Regions from separate parts of the Mus musculus genome. Here region 2 is linked to region 1. Evidence: chromatin contacts called from public promoter capture Hi-C data. All regions are on one chromosome and are shown on one strand. The core of a region is the stretch at or near the end of the contact, and the rest is flanking DNA. Distances in the headings are between cores, read along the strand shown.

Region 1 (3,617 bases), core at 700-3,199:
ATCAATAAACCATCTCTCCAGGCCATGGTTTTTGTTTGTTTATTTTGTTTTGAAACAATGTCTTTCTACGTAACCCTGGTTGGCTAGAACTCTCTATGCAGACCAAGCTGGCCTGGAACTCACAGAGATCTGCCTGTCTCTGCATCCCAAATGCTGGAATTAAAGGTGTACACCAACAAACCAAGCCCTGTTTTGTTCTGTTTTAAAGATTTATTTATGTTTATTTATACAAGTACACTGCAGCTGTCTTTAGACACACACCAGAAGAGTGCATTGGACTCCATTACAGATGGTTGTGAGCTACCATGTGGTTGCTGGGAATTGAACTCAGTTCCTCTATAAGAGCAGTCAGTGCTCTTAACTGCTGAGCCATATCTCCAGGCCCCTGTTTTGTTTTTAAGACAGTTTCTAGTAGCCCAGACTAACCTCCACCTCACTATGATGATGACTTTTGAATTTCTTTTTTTTAAAGATTTATTTATTTATTTTATGTATATGAGTACATGTACAGCTGGCTGTGAGCCTCCATATGGTGGTTGGGAATTGAATTTTTAGGACCTCTGCTTGCTCTGGTTGCCCCACTTGCTCAGGTCAACTCTGCTTGCTCAGTCCCTGCTTGCTCTGGCCCAAAGATTTATTCATTTTATTAAGTACCACTGTAGCTGTCTTCAGACGCACCAGAAGAGGGTGTCGGCTCTCATTATGAGATCTCATTTTGGGTAGTTGTGAGCCACCATGTGGTTGCTGGGATTTGAACTCAGGACCTTTGGAAGAACAGTCAGTGCTCTTACCCGCTGAGCCATTTCACAAGCCTCTGACTTTTGAATTTCTGATCCTCCTTCCTCCATCTACCTTCCTGTCTTTAAGACCCTGTTTGGTTCCTCTAGACAACACCCAGTTAACACACTAGGGAAGCACTCCAACACCAAGACACACTGCCAAGCCTTTTAAAAAATTCAATAGATTCATAATTCCAAAGATACACCAGGTAGGAAGGGTGTGTGACACGAGATTGCGACAATCCATCTCGTGTTAAACTTCACTTCCCACTAGCATTGCCACTAGCTGTCCTCGTGATGTGAAGGCTGCCATCGTCCCAGGAAGCTAACACTACACTGGAACTGGAAAAGGGGATCTTACGGTCTCTGCTCCAAGCAGCTTCTCTACTTCCCACTGGTTCAAACCAGTTCACAGGCCCACTGCTAGACAATCACTGCCAAAGAACTGGCTCTAATTTAATTCGTCAATAAAGCATGGGGGTCTGGGAGCTTTGGTAGAGAACAGTTCAGAACTTTGCGGTGGGCCCTGGAGGGAGGGAGGAGAGGGAGAGCCTATTCAAGCTGCAGCAGGAACCCTGGCATAGCTTCTGAGAAGTCAAGTGTGTAGTTTTCCGTAAAGCCAGGCCGAGAGCCACTCCGTATCCCCGACGCCTGTGGCTGTCCCTGCCCCAGGTCACGGTGTTCCTGTGTATGCTCTCGACCCGCCAGCAAAATCACAGCAGGACTCTGCCCACTAGGCCAGGTTGAGAATTCGAGTTCTCTTGTACCATAGAGCAAAACTGATAGCTGTCAGACTGCAACTCCCAAAGACAACGCCCAGCGCAGCCTCAGGCGTGCCGATTGGTCCGTGGATCTACTTATCAGGACTCAGTAACCAATCACAAGGAAGGAGAGGAGGGCGTGCCTCCCGCGGACCAAGGGTTGCCGAAGGGTGGCAAATCCTAAACAAACGCCCTTTGGGACTGACTTTGTGAACCGAGAATCGACAAGCCACTCACGGCTTGGGCTTGCGAGGCATCGACCTGTGGCTGCTGGAAGAATTACCCGCACTTCAGGCCGTAGGAGATTCGGGTTTCGGCTACTCCTGCCTGCAGCCCCTCTGCGAGGGCAGTCAGTGGAGTCTAGGCTACGCCCCACGCCTCCTCATTGGCTTCTCCAGACACGTGGTCGAGTGGTTCCCGCCTCCGAGTGGCCTGAGAGGCGGTACGTGAAGCCGCATGGACAGCCTGGCGTCGGGCCGCTGGAGACGGCGGAGGACGGAGGAGCTGCCAGCGGCAGGGGACGCGGTAAGCTCCGGGCAGGGCGTGGGCAGAGGGAGGTGGCGTCCTAGCTGGCGCGCGGGCGCCCGGGGCGAGGTCCTTCCGGATGACCGGCGGGCTGGACGTCGTAAGCCTGCTGCCGAGGCGGGGCCAGGGGCGGGGCCTGGGTGGAGCTAGGCAGAGGACAGTCCCGCCCCTCCCGCTGCGCTTGCGCAAAGATGAGGAGCTATGTGCTCCCTTGACTTAAGCTGTAGTATTCTGAGTGTTATGGAGTTCATGGATCACAACTTGCGCCACAAGTCCGCTCTGGCGATCTATCCTCATAAACAAACTGAAAGAGCCAAGTTAAAATTGGAAAGCGGGAAAAGATTTAAAACACCTAGTCGAAGAGGAACAAAGCGATTGAGGAAATCACTCCTAGTCTGACTCAGGAGTCCCGAAGTGAGACTAAAATTGAAATAGAGAGCCAAGAATATCTAAGAAGTCCGTGTCAAAAGTATAGTCTGAGCCGGGAGTGGTGGCGCACGCCTTTAATCCCAGCACTCGGGAGGCAGAGGCAGGCGGATTTCTGAGTTCGAGGCCAACCTGGTCTACAAAGTGAGTTCCAGGTCATCCAGGGCTACACAGAGAAACCCTGTCTCGAAAAACCAAAAAAAAAAAAAAAAAAAAAAAAAGTATAGTCTGGCTAGCATTGTCTAGGCTTCAGTGTCCTTTTTTTTGGGGGGGGGGGGGGCGGGGAGTGTCTTTCTCCGTGTAGCCCTGGCTGTCTTGGAATTCACTCTGTAGACCAGCCTGGCCTCAAACTCAGAAATTCACCTGCTTCTGCCTCCCAAGTGCTGGGATTAAAGGCGTGAGCCACCACTCCCACACCTTCAGTGTCATCTTGTGAAGGGGTCTGACAGAACTGTGTGAAATCTTTCTTTGAGACAAGTTACCCCCCCCCCCTCGAAGCCGCCGCTCTGGGACGCTGGCGTGAGATTCCTGGAGAAATTACCATTTCTTTGGAATCCATTGTTTGAATAGTCTGATAGTTGGTTAAGAGACAGGTCTCTGTAGACCGGTTCCATATCTGCCAAGCCTATAAATGGAGCACTATGAAAGCCCAGGTGCTTAGTCTGTAGAAGACACCTAACTTCCTGCCCCAAACCTGGGGAGAAGGCAAGGGGAAGTTAAGCATTCCTTTAAGGGAAGGTGGAAGTCTTTGGGTAGGCTAAGCTGGCTGTGCCAAGTGCTGCCCAGGAGCTGAGCCTGCAAGGCATCTGACATTGCAACAACCTCTAGAGTTCTCACTAGGTACCTGCACAGTTGAGTTACAAAAAAAAAATTACCAATAAAACAAAACAAAAGAACCCTCAATTGTTGCAGGATATTTGATCACACTCTTCAACCCTCAGATTCTGTTATTTACTGGGAAAACAGCCCTAGCACACACCTTTAAATGCAAACGTTTTTAGCTTGACTGTTGTAAACAGGATAAAACAAAGTCAGCCATGGTCAATAGGCAGAACAAGCAACAGGTGACAGGAAGTGAACATAGAAGTATTAAAACGTCATAGAGAGTAAGGAGGAAGGCAGGAAG
Region 2 (3,617 bases), core at 526-3,025, 1.5 Mb before region 1:
TTCCAGGGGATCTGATGAAGATCCAGGGCGTCCTCCGGCGTCCTCTTCCATGTCCACTTCATGCATCTGAGGTACAGATGGACATGCATGTAGGCATAACACTTACCCATACCCATGAAAAAAAATCTTGAATATAAAACAGAGAATACATGTCTAGGCTGAGCATGATGGCACACACCTTTAATTCCAGCACCAAGGAAGTGGTGACAGGCCAATCTTTGTGAGTTCAAGGCCAACCGGATCTACATGAGTTGCAAACTAGGCGGGGCTACATAGTGAGACCCTTTCTAACATAAACAAACAAACAAACAAAACAAATACTGAGAGAAGCCAGACTGAAAAAGTTATGCTGTAGGCTCCTATCGGTGCCATTCTGGAAAAGATAAGTCTGTAGAGAAAGGAAAAAAAAAAAAGTGGTGTTACCAGGGGGTGGGATGTTGAGACAGAGGGCAGGGACTTAACACGGTAATCCATTCTGCATGAGTCAGGTCCAGAGAGCAGGCAGCAAAAGCAACATGGACCACAGGTCCACTGGTGACTCCATAGTTGTGTGGTTTAACAAAGAAAAACGCTCTGGTGAGGATCCTGATAGAGGAACTCGTGTGTACGTGTGTGTGTGTGTGTGTGTGTGTGTGTGTGTGTGTGTGTGTGTGTATGTGTATATGTATGTGTGTATGTATGTGTATGTGTGTGTGTATGTGTTTGTATGTGTGTGTATGTGTACATGTGTGTGTATGTATGTGTGTATTTATGTGTGTGTATGTGTATTTATGTGTGTGTATGTATGTGTGTGTATGTGTACATGTGTGTGTATGTGTGTGTATGTGCATGTGTGTGTGTATGTGTGTGTGTGTAGGGGGTGGTCAGGGGCATTTGGAAAATCTTTCTCCTTGATGCTTACTCTTTCTACAAAACTGAAAAGTTTGTCTTTGTAAAATAAGCATATGACAGGGCTAGGAGTGTGGTAGAGTGTAGTAACCAAGCATCAACAAAGCCCTGGTTTGATGCCCTAGCACCCCATGTACTGGGTGTGGTCACACTCTGATCCCAGTACTCAGTAGGTAGAGGTAGGAGCATCAGAAGTTCAAAGTCATCCTCCACTACGTTGTGAATTCGTGACCATTTTGGGATACAAGAGCTCCTGTCCTATTTCAAACAAACAAACAAACAAACAAACAAACAAACAAAAAGGCAATTCTTCCTGAGCCGGCACGGTGAGACATGACTGTGATCCTGGCACTCTGGAAGCTGAAGCAAGAAGACTGATTGCAAGTTCAAGATCAACTGGGTTATATATTAATACTGTCACAAACAAACAAAAAAAGTGAGACAAGAAATCAAGCAAGCAGACAAACAAACGTAAAAAGGAATGACAGAAACTTGCCTCAAGAGATCAAGGTCAATTGAAATGTTCCAGAAAGAGGAAAAAAGAGACACTTTCACTGGGGCTGGCGACTGCCTAGTGCCATCTTCTGGCTCACAGCCACCTTGTATCTACCTTTCCTCCCTATAAAAGCCCTTTCTTCCTTAAGATAGTCTCCTCCCATTTCCTCGCGCCAGGACCACCAAGTGGCGATATGGCTACGGGCATGGGTATGGGCGTGTGCCCTGAGAGGCTACACGACAGAGTGCTGTTGGGCACGTTTCGTCCTGAGACAGTTGTTGGCATGTTGGTCTCAGGCCACCTGACCTGTTACTCCACTTCTGCAATCTCTGTGAAGCAGGCCTGGAGCTATTGCCTCACCGACCGACCAAGGACAAACAACAGCGGCGGCCACAGCCCAGCGCACCCTGACGGTCCTTGGGGATACTGTCCAGCCCCAGCTCGGCTGTGCCTGACTCTCGGAGCCTGAGCTGCTTCCTGTTTTGAACGTTCTCTGGCGAGTACAGTTCAGGCTTTTATCAAAGTACACGCTGCTTTCCTTCCCCGGGGATCTCACTTTGCAGCCAACTGGGACGCTGCACAAGTACACTTGGGACCTAAAGCGTGTGCATGTTGTTTACAATTCTGAAGATTTCATCACGCCAGTTTCTAAAAATAACTTGGCGTGGCATAGGCGTCACTGTGAATTCCTGGAAAAGTGGGTGTTTTCCTAGAGGAGGGAAGGAGGCAGAACAGAGTGGTCAGTACAGCCTGATGCAGGAGGCTCCTGCCAGAAAGGCAAGGCGGAAGCCACTCAGAGGGCTCCTTGGAGCTGAACTGCCCTTCCTACCTCCACATCAGAGGCAGAACTCCTGCTAACAGCCAGCAGGGGCTGAATTCATTTCAGGTTCCCACCTCTGGTTTATTTCACTACAGAGAAATAAACATCCTCTTTATAACCCCTTCTCCCCAATGCCCCGGGACTTCTCCCAGCTGGGTCAAAGTCACATTTGTCACTTCTGCCACCTTTGGCTCATACACCCTATCTTCTTTTTGCTTGGGTCCTCACTATGTAATTATTAGGCCATGGCCAGTGTGGCCATGCAAACCCTCAGTATTATTCTGGCTCTTTATACAGGAAAAGTGCACTGTTTATCAGAGAGGGCTACTGTGAAGGTTAGTTTTATTATTTATTTATTTATTTATTTATTTATTTTTAAAAGATTTATTTATTTATTATATGTAAGTACATTGTAGCTGTCTTCAGACACTCCAGAAGAGGGAGTCAGATCTCGTTACGGATGGTTGTGAGCCACCATGTGGTTGCTGGGATTTGAACTCTGGAGCAGTCGGGTGCTCTAACCCACTGAGCCATCTCACCAGCCCTTTTTATTATTTTTAAATCACTTTTTGGTGTGTCTATGTCTATGTAAGCGTGTGCCATATGGGTGCAGGGTCCTCTTGGATTAGAGTTGTAGGTGATTTATGATCTATCTGATCTGGTCCTGGGAACCAAACTGGAGTCCTCAGTAAGAGCAGCAAGTTTTTAAATTGCTGAGCCATTTCTCCAGGGCCCCCTTCCTTAAAAAGTTTTATTTTATGTGCACATGGGTGTTTTGCCTGTATGCATGTACGCACATCACATATGTGTATTGCTTATGTGTTGTGGGACGTAATAAAAAATGGTATCATCCCACGCAATACACAGCTGCTCTCTGTCCCCAACGGTCTTGCCACCTCTAAGCCAGCCCCAGGTTCCGGATTGCCTGCCTCAGAGCCTCTTGTACCTTCTCAGCATCCACCCCCTAGGCTAGTTATCACAAATTCCCTTAATCAGTAAATCAAAACTCTAGAAGCTTATAATTAATCAGTCAGATTTATATATCAATAAATTCTCAATTCACAAGATGCCCACACAATAATTTCAGAGCCAATTGATAATGATACAAGCTGCCCGCCTAGATTAGATGTTATCTCAAGTATTCTTTCCTTTTATGATTTTTTTTTTTTTTTTTTTTTTTTTTTTTGGTTTTTCGAGACAGGGTTTCTCTTTAGCCCTGGCTGTCCTGGAACTCACTTTGTAGACCAGGCTGGCCTCGAACTCAGAAATAATCTGCCTGCCTCTGCCTCCCGAGTGCTGGGATTAAAGGCATGAGCCACCATGCCCGGCCCTTTTATGATATTTTAAAGCCACACAGAATCTGGATTGTCTTTCTCTTTCTCCATCTTCCTTCCTTCTCCTCTCTGTCCGCTC

The links. Promoter capture Hi-C pulls out the DNA fragments that hold promoters and counts their contacts.
Region 2: a promoter capture Hi-C map of pre-B cells shows a contact between it and region 1, with 10 times the contacts expected there. The contact joins the enhancer-like site here to the promoter of 9430038I01Rik in region 1. A contact is called at or near these places in 3 of 39 promoter capture datasets (hippocampal neurons, liver and pre-B cells), 1 of 15 datasets of contacts at CTCF or cohesin (large pre-B cells), 1 of 484 Hi-C or Micro-C datasets (pre-pro-B cells), 4 of 115 datasets of contacts at active chromatin or transcription factors (the 230-238 cell line, large pre-B cells and pro-B cells) and 2 of 9 other capture datasets (embryonic stem cells and liver).

What each region holds. Positions count from the first base shown.
Region 1 is chr7:137,409,088-137,412,704 of GRCm38.p6, reverse strand. It overlaps 9430038I01Rik (RIKEN cDNA 9430038I01 gene), which reads left to right and starts at 1,949. Exons shown (of 4, transcript NM_029886.2): 1 at 1,949-2,065. The coding sequence starts at 1,997.
Region 2 is chr7:138,917,854-138,921,470 of GRCm38.p6, reverse strand. No RefSeq gene overlaps it. Among named protein-coding and RNA genes, the nearest start is that of Bnip3, 10 kb to the right of the region's middle. Within about 2 kb of position 1,775, at least 284 of the 459 cell types and tissues checked have an H3K27ac peak or open chromatin away from gene starts, as enhancers often do. A contact at or near this core is called in the 230-238 cell line, embryonic stem cells, liver and 3 more, where this site is marked.